Regions from separate parts of the Mus musculus genome. Here all the other regions are linked to region 1. The links are chromatin contacts, called in public Hi-C maps. All regions are on one chromosome and are shown on one strand. The core of a region is the stretch at or near the end of the contact, and the rest is flanking DNA. Distances in the headings are between cores, read along the strand shown.

Region 1 (4,773 bases), core at 1,675-4,174:
CCACAAGCTTCCAAGAAGGAGAGAGCTGCCACCATGGTAACTGGCTCTGATTCTTGACTCTTCTCTGTTTATTCCCCCCAGGAATGTTGACCGTTATATTTATTAGTTAAATTATTTTTGTGTAATTGAATTATATTTTATTATTTATTTAAAGAACTAATTAAAGACATGGTAACATGGGCCTCCCTAGAAATGGGGACTCAGACACTGCCTTAGACATAATGGTTAAGCCAGGCAGTGGTGGCACACGCCTTTAAGCCCAGCACTTAGGCAGAGGCAGTCAGATCTCTTAGGCAGAGGCAGTCGGATCTCTTGAGTTTGAGGCCAGCCTGCTCTACAGAGTGAGTTTCAGGACATCCAGGGCTATACAGAGAAACCCTGTTTTGAGAGGATGGTTGAAAGAAGATGGTTCTGAAGTCAAAAGCCCAGGATTTGAAACCTTGCCATGTCATTTCCTAGCTGTGACCTTGGACACATCCAAAACTAATAACGTGGATACAAGTGTTAGAGTTTCTAGGAAGGCTCAGTAAGAGAGTGGGGAAAGGCATCAGTTCATTGCCCTCTTCATGGATATTGCCAATAGATATTTATTTTCTTTATACACACTGACAAGGGCACTTATCACCCCAGGGGAATCCCTGGTTGTGTTCTGTGTACCAGGTTTTGGAGTTGTTAGATCCAGGGATGCAGCCTATAGAACTGAGTGAATTGGCAAAAATGGCTAGGGTTCTGGATGCCATGCTGCGGGCAGGCCCCAAATGTGTCCTTCATGATCTCGGACTGACCCAGGCCTCACCCTGTCTCTGTGGTATACAGACTCATGACCTCCATTTTACAGACAAAGAAACTAAGGCTTAGGTGACGTCACTTCCCCTAGGTCACGGGGCAAATTGCCAGCTTTTTGTTGCCATGTTTCTCAGTAGGGTGGGAAACTTAAAACAGTTTGGTTTGGAGGCTGTCTGCATCTCTCTTCTGGGTGCTCAGATGCAAGTTACATAGCATCTTGAAATGAAAGACTTCCCTCTTCTTCCTGCTACTAACTGGAAGCCATATTCACATATAAGTTCCTAAAGAAGCAGGACAGCTGCCCTTAGTTACAGCTGGGTTCAGTGGTTACTGGGTCCTGGGTCTGGACTCACACAATAAAGGACAATGCCAGGCCTTGAGATGTTTGTTTGTAAAAAGGCAGGATGTCAGCTGTGTGTGGTGGTATATACCTGTGATCTTAGTACTTGGGAGGTGAATGCAAAGAAATCAGGAGTTCAAGGCCAGCTTTAGCTACATAGTGAGTTCAAGGCTAGCCTACATTACATGAGAATTTATTGCAAAAAAGGAAAAAAAAAACCCTACAGAAATGTCAGGATATTTCTACTCCCCCAGCTCCTGACATCACAGGAATGCAGCTGCTGGCCTTGCTGGGCTGGTGGGGAGATGGGAGTCAGCAGACCCTGGGCGTATGTTATGGCTAGGAGCTTATATCATTTTTCTATCATAGCCGAGGGGGTAAGGGATTCAGGGGGCACACAGACCTTTCAAGGCTGAGAGAGAATAACCACGAGGAACTAGAATGGAGAGGACTTAGAAGGAATCTGATCGAGGCTCAATATTTTTACAGTGTGGTTTGTTCAGGGATGTATAGAGGGTTTGTAAAAGAGCTGGAACTGGATCCAAAGGGCTCGCGGAGGCAACCAGCTCATCTGGAGTCCAGCCTTGGAGGCCCACCCTAGTGTGGAAGCCTTGGGCTTGCCAGAAAGGGGCTCCTGCACGAGGCACTTAGGCAACTGCAGATGCAAATGTTGCAGGTGCTGGATGAATCTTTCATTCTTTTCTTTTGGGTCCTGTGGAGCCATTGTTGACTTTTAAAGAAACCCCAGCTGTTTCAAATGGTCCTTAGGGATGAACAAGCCCACCCTGAGATGCATCTCTCCTGGGTTGGTTTGTTTTGTTTTTGTTTTTTGTTTTTTGTTTTTTTTTGCCTCAATCTCAGTTTATCAGCATCACACAGGACTTTTCTCACTTTGTTCCCTACTGGGCAACTGGGTGGGGGCTCTCCTTACCCATAGATGGTACTGCAAAGAGGACAAAGAGGGGCGCTGGCCAGGTGTGTAGAGCTCCAAACGTCTATCAGCCAGCCTGTTAGTGCATGGTTCTTCTGACCAAACGGAACGCGTGAGGCCCTGCAGGCTGTGGGTTCCACTCTGAAGAAGTGAACAGGATGACATCATGCAGAGTGAAGGCCCCTGGGAAAAGCAAGCTATGGAGGTCAGCCCCAGGCACTGAGAGAGCCGGGGACAGGAGTGACAAGCAGAAAACACATGGCAGCTGTATTCTGCAAAGGCAGACAGACAGACAGACCTGGGTTTGAATCCTGGCTTTGCCAATCTGGGGAGCCATTTATCCTTTCCCACCCTTAGGTTCCCCACCTGTAAAATGGGATCCACATCTTGTAAGTGGTAGGGATTGGAGGCTGCCTGACTGCAGTTACGATGCCCTCCGGCCAGCAGCAGATGCCGGGTGCTGTGATTTGCGTCCTAGCTGAAGGAGTTGGGCTGTAGAGGGAAGGGGCTGTGTGTCTGTGCCATGGGCAGACGCTGGGAATGCAATGCGCCTTGTGGCTCCCAAGGCCTCGGCTTTGTCTCTTGGACACTCATCCTGTAATTGCTTTCAGTCGCTGCTTTCAGTCTCTGGGAACCACTGGCTCAGATACCCACTGCGTGCTCCAAGTTGGGCTGATGAAAATGTGCCAGAGTCATTAAGTTATCAGTAGGGAAGGCAGCCGCTTCTCCCCGGCAGGAAGGATTCTGCTGTCTGCTGAAGCCGGCTTTGTTCACAGAAACTGCCACCCCTCCCCTCCAGCCCCCTCCACCCAGCCCCAGACAACGATTGGAGTAGGGTAGGGGGTTAGGGGACATGCTGTCCCTGCTCTGGGACAACACTGATGGCATTCGTAACTCTAGCCTGGAGGTCCCATGTGGAGTACCCAGCTCTGGACTAGGAATGTGGGCAAAGCTATTTCTGCAGCTTGACAGATGGATCTGCCCCAGGGGGAAGGAGAGAGAGGGAGGCAAGCTGGACTTCCCTTGTCACAGCCATTGCTCTTCACACGCGCTGCGCCAGGAACACAAAATCCAGGTGCTTGCTTGCCAAGGTGAAAAGAAGGACCTTAGGCTGAGCGCAGATGGGGCTGACTGGTCCCAGGGGTGATGGCTGCAGAGGCACACATGACGTAGAGCAGTGGGCCCTGGGGAAGGAGGCTATAGCGGGAAGCTGGGGGTTCAGCCCTCTCTGCATGCTTCAGCAGTCTTGGGGTTTAGTCTGATTCCCTGCGACAGCTCCTTCCAGGGCAGGATTGCCGACTTGATGAGAGGGGAGCAGATGGCGACAGTACTTTATTTTCAGAATGTTATTTTTCTCCTTACCTTCTTCCCTACCCTACCCCATTACCCCAGACTTTGGAGGAGAAACACGCCAGCTCCCTCCCTGTTGGGGTTTATTGTGCTCGCCTGAGCCCCTCCGATGGCAGTGGGGGATGGTGACAGCTGATGGTGACTGAGTCTCACCATGGATCCACTTTTAAATGGTTGTCTTACATCTTTCTCCTTGTGGTGAGGTAGGCGTGCTGTTGCAGCGAGCCCCCGTTCCAGAGAGGGTATGCAGGTGCGGGCACACTTAGCGGCTTATGGAGGAGATCATGCCCGTTAGCAGTTTCAGGCAGAGTTTGAACCCACCCAGTTCAGATGTAGACTATTCAGATGCCCGTGCAGTTCCCCCTTCTCCAATGACAAAACCGACCGAGGCCAGCACAGCTGATCACACTGGCATGACGACCAGTGACCTGCCCTAGGCAAACTTCCAGGAATCCACTCTCTGACTCAGCCATGCTTGCTCGGGGCCTAGGTTCACCCTGGTGGATTTAAAGCTTTTCACTGGAGTAATTCCCACATCACCACTCCCTGATTTCCGAGGCAAGATAAGATCCACAGGGGCTGGAGAGAGAGAAGGGGTGGGGGGGGGGAGGTAGCGCTCAGTTGGTGAACTGTTTGCTCTGCAAGTGTAAAGGACCTGGGTTTGGTTCCTGGGACTCATGTAAAAAGCTAGGCATGGTGGATGTGTGCTTAGAATCGGAGCGCTGGAGATAATATAGGCAGGTGTTCCTGGGGCTCACTGGCCTGCTAGTCTACCCTACAGTGAGCTCCAAGACATAGAGAGAATCCTCCATGCATGCACACACAATGCATGCATGGATGCTCATGAACACACACACACACACACACACACACACACACACACACACACACACACAGGAAGTATATTTCAAGATGGTAGCCAAAGAACATGAAACCCAGTGCAAAGCTCATTCTGATTGCCCAGATCAGTTGCCTATGAAGTTGGCCCTTAGTGTTTGGAGTGACTGGAAAGTAGGATTAAACACAGGAGGCCGGCGTCCTCTCCAGCTTGCCTACAGCAGTCAACACAGGCTTTCCAAAGCACATCTTCCCATCAAAACGTGGCACTCTGATTCCGTCGCACTCTGATTGACCTCCTCTCTTACCCTGTGATGATGTCACTTGGAAGACTAGGTCTTAGTATCAGTAGCTTTGTCTGGAGCTCAGTGTCTTCTCCATTAACCCCAGTTCCTCCTAGCTTGCCTTTCAAGCTGCCCTCCCCGGCTGCCTCCCTTCAGCCTGTGCCCTGCTCACAGACCACCCTGGTAACTCATTATATCCCTCTCCTTCCTAGCTATAGTCCCCGTCCTCGCCAGCTGCCCTGTCT
Region 2 (4,773 bases), core at 724-3,223, 110 kb before region 1:
GGGGCAAGCCATGTGAAGTCTGAATGAAAGAGGAGACACTGAAGAAAGGCTTTTGTGGGGCTACAAGAACACAGGACCAGGTCACCACCATTTAAATAGTAGGCTCCGGAACGTTGTTCCCTCCTGGGAAGAACGCACAGTTTGTGTCTTCATGGGATTGGAAAACAGAGTGGTCTTACTAAAAAGAGGTTTCCAGGGAAGTAATTTCAAGCAGGCGTAGGAGGGAGATGAGTTGGGTGGTCAGCTATGGATGTACTAGGTTAGAGGCGGCTTCATGAACTCATTGCTGGTGGTTGGTTGTACATGCATAGGCCTTTGTTTTCCCAAACTCATAAATCCCGACTGAGTTGTATTGTGCCTGCAATGAATGTGGTGCTTAGAGGGAGGGAGGGAGGGAGGGAGGAAGAAGAAGAGGGACCAGCTTACACGGGGCCTCTTCCCCCACCATGCTTTGTGCCCAGAATCCAGCCTTCATCATCTCATCCAGTTCTCCCCGGCTTCCCAAGAGCAGCTTCATCTTTTCCATGTCTGCAGATTAAAACAGGAGACTCAGAAGGCTAAGCACCCGTTGCCACGTTGAGGCTGAGGTCTCTGCTCCTGGCTCCTCGTGGCCCTGATAAACTCTACCATCTCCAGCTGCATTGAGGACCCTTTCTTTAGGCACAGAGGCTGGGGTGGATTGCAGGCAGAGGAGGAGGGTTAGGTCTGGCTGGATGTTTGTGGGTTTGCTCCGACTCAGCAGAAGCACTCGTGCTGCTGGCCCGGAGGTGGCTGGCTGGCTGTGTGGTTGGGGTTTGCAAAAGACTCTGAAGAGCCTTTTGCCAGAGGGGCTTTAAAAGTTGCAGCTCTCAGCAGCCACTATCAGCCGGGATTTTTTTCCCCCTTTTCTCCTTCAGATTGAATCCAGTCAAGGTTTTATTGGCTTATCTGTTCTCAGGTTGACCCTTCTTCTTCCTTACCTGTGCAGCCTCCCCTGTCACTCACTACACTTCCGGGCACACAGTGGCCCAGGGAAGGAATTCTCTCTTTAGCAGGGCTACCACTTGGTCCTGGTCTCTGCTTCCTCACTCGAAAATTCCTTTGGTTTCCCCTAAGAGGTGTGAGTTCACTCAGGATGAAGACATACCAGGATCTTGTATGGGTTCAGATTCAGGGGTGAGGGGACTGCTCCCCTCTCTGTGTCATGTTTGAGCCATTCTCAAAAGGCTTCCAGAAAATGGATAGTGCAGTGTGTCTGGAGAACCCAGTATCCTGGATGGTGGGAGTTGCTATTGTCACCTCTCCTCTCCAGGACTCATATCCTTAGGCCCTCTGAAGGGTCAGGGCTCTTGCCTGCCTGCCTCTGAGTATCTGTCATCTTTTGCTTTGTTTGGTCATCGTGGCCCTGCCCCTGCCCCTAACTTAGAAAAGATGAGCCAGGGCCAAGCCTGGCTGCCTTGTCTCCTGGCCAGCAGTGCATGCTGCTTTGCGTCAGCAGAAAAAGTGTCCCCTGCCAGCCACATTCTAGAGCACACTGTCCCTTGCAGCCCTAGCCTGAGAGGACTCTGTGCCGCGTCCCTGCTTGCTGGCCTGAGTTTGGTCTCTCTCTGCCCATATACCTGGTGACTCGGGAACCTCAAAATACGGCTTGGTGGCCCAGTGACTTCAGGGGATGTGCTCGGGGTTTGCCTTCCATGCCTGTTCCTCCTTCCCAGGGTTACAAGGGGTGTCTCCTCCAAGCTCCTCCCAGCTCCCAAAATACCAGCCCTACCTCCCAGCACTGCCAGAAAATGCTTAGCACATTAGCGGGTTTAGCTACAACCACAGTGACAGACACTTAGGAGGCTGCAGAAGCACATAGATTTCATTTTGAATTCCTCCTGGCATCTCACTATTTTGACAACACAGGGCGGCACCACCGTTACTAGGAACCTGTGTGGTAGAAGGGTGGGGGTGGGAGTGTGGGGAGCCACAGCGAGCATGGAATCCTGAAGAGCCTGCGACCGCACCTGCCTCCCATTCTGCTGTGACTGCATCTGTCGTTGGCAGGCCTGTCTGGCGCGGACCTCCCTTTGGCCTTCTGGAGCACACTTGGAGAAGGTTTTGGATCCTAACAACTCCCTCCTCCCCGTCCCCCAGTTGCCTCAGCTCAGTGGCTTCTCTTGCAGGGGAGATGAGAGGCTCCTGGTCCTGCCAGGGAGGCAGCCAGGCGGGCTGAGAGAAGCAGTCTCAGGGAACAGCCTTGCTCTCTGGGGCCTCTGCTCCTTCTCTGCCATTTCATGCTGCAGGCTCCGAAGCTGTCTCCAACTCTCTAGAACCCAGTCTTCTCATATGAAAGCTAGACAAATGTGGCTGGCTTTCCCTACCTCCACGTAAGGCTTGTCATATGCAAGAGACAAATAAATGCAGAGGCGTTTTTTTTTTTTTTTTGAAAGTGTCAGGTGAGGCACACGTTCCCCTGCAGAGAACATGTTATGTCTTGTTTACTGTGAGTTCCTCCACAACGTCTAGTTTAGTGAATAGAAAGGAAAATCTGAGGACTTTCTAGAAATTGCCAGCATGCTCCCTTGAGTCATGGTGTGGTGAAGAACGGCAAGGCTCTGGAGGTATTAGTGAGCAAGGGCTGCTGGAACAGGTAGCATAGACTGAATAGTGTGAGCACCAGGAGTGTAGTCTGTGACACCAGGGAGGCTGGAAATCCAGGGTCAAGGTATGAGCTGTGTGGGCCCCTCCTGTGGCCGCTGAAGACGACGATGAGTCTGCTCTGTGGCCTCTCCCAGCTTCTGCTGCCTCCCTGTATGCCCTCCTCTGTTTGAACCTTCACAGGGTAGTGGTGTCCCTATGTGAAGCTCTGTGTCCAAACACTATTTTAGTTTTAAAGGAAGACACCAATTGTTCCTGAATTTTTGGAGATTTTATGTCCCAGAAATAGTTTTATTTTATTTCCCAAATGGCTTATAAAACATAAAATTGTCTTTTAGAATCAAATGTAGTATCAGTTTATACTTTTCACTTATTTCCTCCCTCCCCGCTCCTTTCCTGCTTGCTTGCTCTCTCTCTCTCTCTCTCTCTCTCTCTCTCTCTCTCTCTCTCTCTCTCTCTTTCTTTTTTTCTTTCTTACTTATGTTTTTGGTTTTTTGAGACAGGGTTTCTCTGTGTAGTCCTAGCTGTCCTGGAACTCACTCTGTAGACCAGGCTGGCCTCGTACTCAGAAATCTGCCTGCCTCTGCCTCCCAAGTGGTGGGATTAAAGGTGTGTGCCACCACTGCCTGGCTATTTATTTATTTTTAAGACATGGTTTTTGACTATCTCAGGCTGGCCTTGAATTCACCCTGTCTCGAGGAGAACTTGAATCAGCGCCCCCCACCCCCACCCCCCAACCCCCCCGTCAGCTTCTCCAGTACTGGAATTATAGGCATATCCCAGTATGCTCTGTTTCCTACTTCTTTTCTGTGCCGTCCTTTCCCTGTGCATGTCTGCATCATGGCTGATGCCAGGTTCACGTTCTTTTCCTCTTCTTGGGCCATACATGTCCTGTTCCCCAGTGGGTCATTTTAGTGTATATCTCTGGCAGAGGAGCCCCCACCCTGAAATCTATGTGTGTCCCCACTTGACTTAGGTACTGGCATGTTGTGGAATGTTTGTGGTTGGAGCATTCCAGCCCTGGTGTGTCGCTGGACCATCATGCTGGCCGATGATCTTTTCAGGACCTGGTACCATCTTGTCTGCCGGCCCTTTGTTTTCAAGGCTCCATGGCTGTTCATCTCTCTGCATTGTGTCTTCCTGTGACCTTTCCAGTTTAGGAAACTGGATGGAGATGGAGGAATACTTTTATTTATACACTACCCTGGAAGAAGAGGAGGCCTAAGGGTTCCTTCCTGTGAGCCACAGGGATCCGTTTCCCAGTTCTCTTTCTTGATAATACCAAGAATCAGGTATTCTCACTAGCCTTGTCTTACAGATGGCCATTTGGGGTTTTGAATGGAAATGTGAGCTTTCCTAAGCTATTCCATGAGGGAGGGACTCATACAGTCATTTCTAACATCTCCCTTTTCTCCTGTGTATGAGGAATGTAGGCAGTGGCCACTCCTGTTAGTCGCCTACAGAGCTCTATAAGAAGTTGTATTTCAGGGTTCCTCCAATCTGCTGAACCACAAAAGAGTTGGATAAGCTCAAGGATAGTCTCCAGAGACCCAGGTTACACACATAGGGAGACCCACCCACGTCCTGCTGGGTCCCTCCTCCTCCCTGCTCCACCCAGCTTGGGGAACCTTCAGTCTGTCACACAGGGCTCTGAGTGGAATGGCACATGCGACCTGCCTTTCACCTTCTCCAGGCCTCTTCTCTTCTGTAGAGTAGCCCTGGGGGTCTGGTGGGGGTCAAGTGCTTAGACCTGGCCTGAAATGAGGGAGTGGCACTTGTGGCTACGTTGGCATCCTTACTTTTTACCGTTCCCCAGAACCTGTGCTTGCTCTGTGGTCCCTCGGAAGGCACCTAGCCGGGAGCCAGCAGGCAGTGTGCAGGGCAGATATGGTATTGGGGGACAGCCTGCACTCTGGATGATGGTGGTGGTGATGGTGATGATGATAAATTGTTCCCATGGTATTTACATAATGTGCTAATATACCTTAATGTTGAAATTTGCAAAACAAACTAATAAATCATTTTTTTAATTACAATACTAAAAGTGGGGGCTAGAGAGATGGGTCAGAGGTTAAGAGCACTGACTGTTCTTCCAGCCAAGAGTGAGTATTCCAGGGTGAGACTGTGGGTGAATCAGGGCTTTGCTGAGAA
Region 3 (4,773 bases), core at 881-3,380, 92 kb after region 1:
TTACATGTCAAGGGCCAGGTTGTTGTCCATGGTCAGGCTCCTAAGCCAGGGCTGTGGTCATGGGGACCATGATTTGGCTTGGATGGTAATGGGAGGTGCCCAGGGTTTGGGGACTTGAGGACAAAGATACCATAAATGCATGTGCATGTGGACAGATAGACACAGACAGACTACACACACACACACACACACACACACACACACACACACACCATCAGCATGATTAACCACTTGGAATGGGAGCCAACTTCTGTAGAGGGCACTGTGCACTTGTTCAAATGTAGTAGTCTCTTTTTAGCTGGTTAACTCTGGTTAGGTGACTTTGCCTCTCTGAGCCTCACTGCCCATGAGTGTGAGGCAGAGAGAGATGACCTGTCTAGAGATCTAGCAGGGCTAATAGAGTAGTTCTTGCTGAGAAGTGTCATGGTGCAGGTCTTGCTAACAATGGGACTTCCAGTTTGTAGTAGCCACTGTCATTTTGTCCAGAGGTTACTAAGGGGAGACAATGATTCTGTTGAGGACCCCTCAAGTCCCCGACAGTGCTATTCTGCTCCACTACAGCCTTACATCCTTATGTGGTAGCTGAAGAACTCCGGTTGGAAGATAAACTCTTCTTTCTTTCTTTCTTTCTTTCTTTCTAGACACTCTTAAGACCCTATATTTGGGACCTATAGTAAATCCAGGACAGGCAACGGGCAAGGAAAGAGGACTGGAGCTCTAGATAGGGACCTGACATTCCTGTCCTCTTTCCCAACCCCTCCTGACACCACTAGAGGCAGAAGCCAGCCAGTCTCCAGACTGCTGTGCACTGTGCCTCAGGATCAGATGGGAAGCTGGGTCTAGGCAGAGAGAGTCACTGCTGCCCTTGGCTCAGCCTGAGAGACCCTCCTATGACTAGGTGACTAGGGGGCCAGAGAGGGGGAGGGGAGGGGAGGGGAGGGGAGGGGAGGGGAGGGGAGGGGAGGAGAGGGGAGAGAGAGAGAGAGAGAGAGAGAGAGAGAGAGAAAGAGAGAGAGAGAGAGAGAGAGAGAGAGAGAGAGAGAGAGAGAGAGAGAGAGAGAGAGAGAAGATTCTGATCAGGGGAGCTAAGAGGAGGTTTTGCAGAGCAAGAAGATATGGGTTTCATTCCTGGTGCACTTTAGTCTTCAAGAACGATCCCTTCCAGCCCCCGCATGTGTAAGTCCAGGTATTTTAAGGAAGAAAACCAACAGGACTGGAGGTACTTTTCCTATGGGAGCCAGTTCAGTGCAGTGAGTAGAAGAAAAATCACGGGTAACCCCAGGCTGCCACAGGCACAGCTGAGGGTCTGCTACTTTCCTCTTCTGGGTTACATGTTCAAGGCAGTCTTGCTTGGCTGGCGGGTGGCCCAGGCAGGGTCCTGAGAATCCCCTTGCCTTCCCTCCGCCATTTGGAAGTGCTGAGGTGAGAGTGCCTCTTTCCTACTCAATAATGTCTGTTCTTAGTATTTCTTACGAACTCCAGAGTCATGGAGAAGGGAGAAGCTGGCTCCTGGGTCATAGTCATTCTCACATTGTCACTGAAGGTGTGTGTGTGTGTTCCCAGGCCTAGCTCCAGGCAGGAGTGGTGCTGTTGTCCCCTGTAGTAGACCAGCATTCCTGAGTTGGGTTGGGGGAGTGGGGAGTCGGGGTTAGCATAATAAAGAGAAGAGATGGGAAGGAACTTTGAGTCAGGGTGAGGCTATACTGATGGAGGGGGTGCTGTTGGAATCTGTAAGCAGAGGGACAATGGGAGAGGGTATGAAGCATTATCAGGACAATTTTTTTTCCCTCAGTCCTACAGCCCTAGAAAACAAAATTGTTTGAAAAAAGAAACAAAAGCCAAACATTTGCCAAGCAGTGGACGCTGAGCCAGCTCTCTTTTCTGTGGGCTCCCTGGACTCTGGGTCCATGCTGGTTGAGGGAACTGTCAGACGGCAAGGAGGGAGGGACTGGGTACCCCTCACCCTGTGGAAGTAGGAGGGACCCCACCCCACCCAGGTTCCTGCCTGAGTCTCTGTGGATTTTTCCACTCCCACAGATGAGTGCCATTGGAACATTTGGACATAAATCTCTAAGACCCCACTGGTCTAGATTGGCAAGGGTCAGGTGACAGATGGTAGCAGGGTGAGCTTGATCCTGGCCTACAGCCTTGGGCATGGGAGCAATTTCAGGCTTTGCTGCTTCAGGACTTAGGTCCATAGGTCCTGACTCCAGCAGCTGGAAAGTGCGGTAGGAGGGCCTAGCCAACCTTTTTCCTACCGCCTGGCAGAACAGACAAGGCTCCATGTCCCCCACTGTCTGCTGCCCTTTCGGTCTTTCAAGAGCTCAGCTTTATTTGAGGAAAGGGGAGAACCCCAGTCTTTTCCCCCAAGTCCACAGGTTTCCCCACTGAGACCCCTCATGCACTGAATCTAATTTATCGGTAGTCAGAAGGGCCGCTGAGGTCATCTGTGAGTTGGGCTCTTTGGCTATTCTCCAGTATCCTCAGGCCTTGAGATCTTTATGATCCTCTTCCAGAGGCCCCGAGTGTGGGAACAGCCTGGGAACCATGGATTGGTTCAGAGTTTTTGAGAGCTGGAAATGTTTTTCTAAGGAGCCTGCAGACTCACTGTGGGGGTAGGGACTGGGTTGTTTGCTCTGAGGAGTGGTCAGGAAGCAGAGAGGAGGAGGTCGGAAGGTGAATGGATTGGGTCCTTTGACCATCACAGTGGATGCTTCTGGAAAGGCCTGGCTGCAGGGCTGTTCAAACTGGGCAGCAGGAGAGAGGCCCAAAGAAAGCAACTTCAGGAAGCCCTGAGGTAGAGAGGTAGGCTCCTGCCTTGTCATTTCTGCATTAAACCTGTCTCTCAGAAGAGAGAGAGAGAGAGAGAGAGAGAGAGAGAGAGAGAGAGAGAGAGAGACAGACAGACAGACAGACAGACAGACACACACACACACACACACACACACACACACACACACACACACACACACACACACCCTGTAAGGAGGAAAACTGGAAGCCAGGAGTAGTGTGCCTTTGAAAGGTCTGTGTGGGTTTTGAGGAAGGCCTGGCCATGCCTCCTGACTGGTTGCAAGGGCTCCTTGGCATTGGTGAAGCTGTGAGAGGTGCCATAGGATGTCATAGGTGTCATGAGGGTGTGGGTGAGTACAGGGGTGCCCTTTTGGAGTCTGTGACAGCCTCAGGTGGAGGGGCCAGCAGCCTCGAACAAGTGACACTCCACAGTTTCCCCATCGTTGGCCTCACCACGAACAGGGAGCATTTGTGCTGATGGTGACATTACCCAGGGCAGAGCAGAGGAAGGCAGGATTGGGCTGGCAGGCAGCCAGAACCCTCTTCCACAGAGATATAATTACTAATAATGACCTCTATCCTGAAAGCAAATAAGATGGCCATTCAGGTCGGCACCAACTGGGTCTGGCAAATCAACAAAACCGGGGTTGGGAAGGGACACAGGAAAAGAGGCCTCTGTCGGAAATAGGGACCCCATGAGGCCCTGGGGTCTTTGTATTCCTCAGCAGCTAACTTTGAGAACTCCCTGCCTATGCTCCCACCCACTGCATCTCGTTAGCTCACCTTGCTCCATCTCTAGTGTTGTGTTGTTAATATTGCTGATGAGAGCAGGCGCATGTGTGTGCGTATGTGTGAATGTGTGAACGTGCATTGCATGTGTGTGTGCTTGTGTGTGTATGTGTATGCATGTGTGTGTATGTGTGTGCATGTGTGTGTGTGTACATATGTGTGCATATGTGTGCATTGCATGTGAGTGCGTGCACACTCATGTGTGTGTGCATTGCGTGTGTGTGTGTGTGTGTGTGTGTGTGTGTGTGTGCGTGTGCACATGTGGGTTTGGGTGTATGTTGGCCTAAAGAAAGCCACTGGTGTTGATCCAAGACCAGAGGGAGAGCCAGGAGCCACCAGGCAAGCTGTATCTTATCGTCCCTGAAGTTTTCTGCAGCCAAGGACTGCAGTGCCCAGTCTAAAGAGCCAGCAGATGGCTTCTCGTGGCCTTTCCCATCTTTTCTCTTTGTCACCTCTGCCTCTTTTGGAGAAATATTGAAGATTTGAGAAAAAGAAAAAGCCTCAATTATGCTATCAAAACGGTGCAAAGACTTCATGGCTGCAATGAGGTCTGGGTTTTTGTTGACTCTATTTTCCCTTTCATGTTTATTCCCCACTGTGACCTTCATTCTCTTTTTCTCCTCCCTCCTCCACCCTTCTCCTCCCTCCTCCCTTCTTTGCATCCCCTCCCACCTTCCCTGTAGCCACGCAAATGTTAGAGTGCAGGGGTAGCTGGAAGAAAACAGTGCCATAAAAGAAAAATATACCCCTGTGCATTTTCAACATGTAGTTGAAGAAGCCTAAATTAAGGACTAAGGGGGGAACAAAGCAAAAGACACACGGCCAGATAATATATGAGTGAAGCCTGAAAACAGAAGCTCAGAGCAGAGGGGCTGTGGAGCAGGTGGGTTGGGGAGGCAGGGAGTCCCAGCTTGCCAGTGTGTCAGGTCCACATGGCATTTGGGGAAACAGATAAACCTGTGCTTTGGCATCAAATGGTCGGGTGTTTAGGGCCCCTTGTGCTCTTTTGTTAGGCAAGGGAAGAGATGCCCATGCTAGCTGTCCCTGTGCATCCGCCATGCTTGTCCACCCTGGCTACTTCTTCCCTGGAGGCAGATGAACACATTTTTTGCCTGCCAAGAGTGAATGCTGGGCATGCTGGTACTGGCTGAAGCACTTGGCAGGGGGCTGGGTATGCGCAAAGCAATGGGC

What was found. A called contact is a pair of places that touch in the nucleus more often than the background predicts.
Region 2: a contact with region 1 is called in a Hi-C map of cerebellum, with 1.6 times the contacts expected there. The contact joins two enhancer-like sites. A contact is called at or near these places in 2 of 484 Hi-C or Micro-C datasets (cerebellum and nephron progenitors) and 2 of 9 other capture datasets (liver and pancreatic islet).
Region 3: a contact with region 1 is called in a Hi-C map of the N1E-115 cell line, with 2.1 times the contacts expected there. The contact joins two enhancer-like sites. A contact is called at or near these places in 9 of 484 Hi-C or Micro-C datasets (the G1E-ER4 cell line, the HL-1 cell line, the N1E-115 cell line and 6 more), 2 of 115 datasets of contacts at active chromatin or transcription factors (both in embryonic stem cells) and 3 of 9 other capture datasets (adipose tissue, liver and pancreatic islet).

Annotation. Positions count from the first base shown.
Region 1 is chr12:83,300,897-83,305,669 of GRCm38.p6, reverse strand. The region is part of intron 6 of Dpf3 (D4, zinc and double PHD fingers, family 3); the gene reads left to right. Among named protein-coding and RNA genes, the nearest start is that of Gm51988, 150 kb to the right of the region's middle. Within about 2 kb of position 2,924, at least 80 of the 459 cell types and tissues checked have an H3K27ac peak or open chromatin away from gene starts, as enhancers often do. A contact at or near this core is called in the N1E-115 cell line, cerebellar granule neurons and cerebellum, where this site is marked.
Region 2 is chr12:83,409,126-83,413,898 of GRCm38.p6, reverse strand. The region is part of intron 1 of Dpf3 (D4, zinc and double PHD fingers, family 3); the gene reads left to right. Among named protein-coding and RNA genes, the nearest start is that of Dpf3, 76 kb to the left of the region's middle. Within about 2 kb of position 1,973, at least 58 of the 459 cell types and tissues checked have an H3K27ac peak or open chromatin away from gene starts, as enhancers often do. A contact at or near this core is called in cerebellum, where this site is marked.
Region 3 is chr12:83,208,193-83,212,965 of GRCm38.p6, reverse strand. No RefSeq gene overlaps it. Among named protein-coding and RNA genes, the nearest start is that of Gm51988, 56 kb to the right of the region's middle. Within about 2 kb of position 2,130, at least 23 of the 459 cell types and tissues checked have an H3K27ac peak or open chromatin away from gene starts, as enhancers often do. A contact at or near this core is called in the N1E-115 cell line, cerebellar granule neurons and cerebellum, where this site is marked.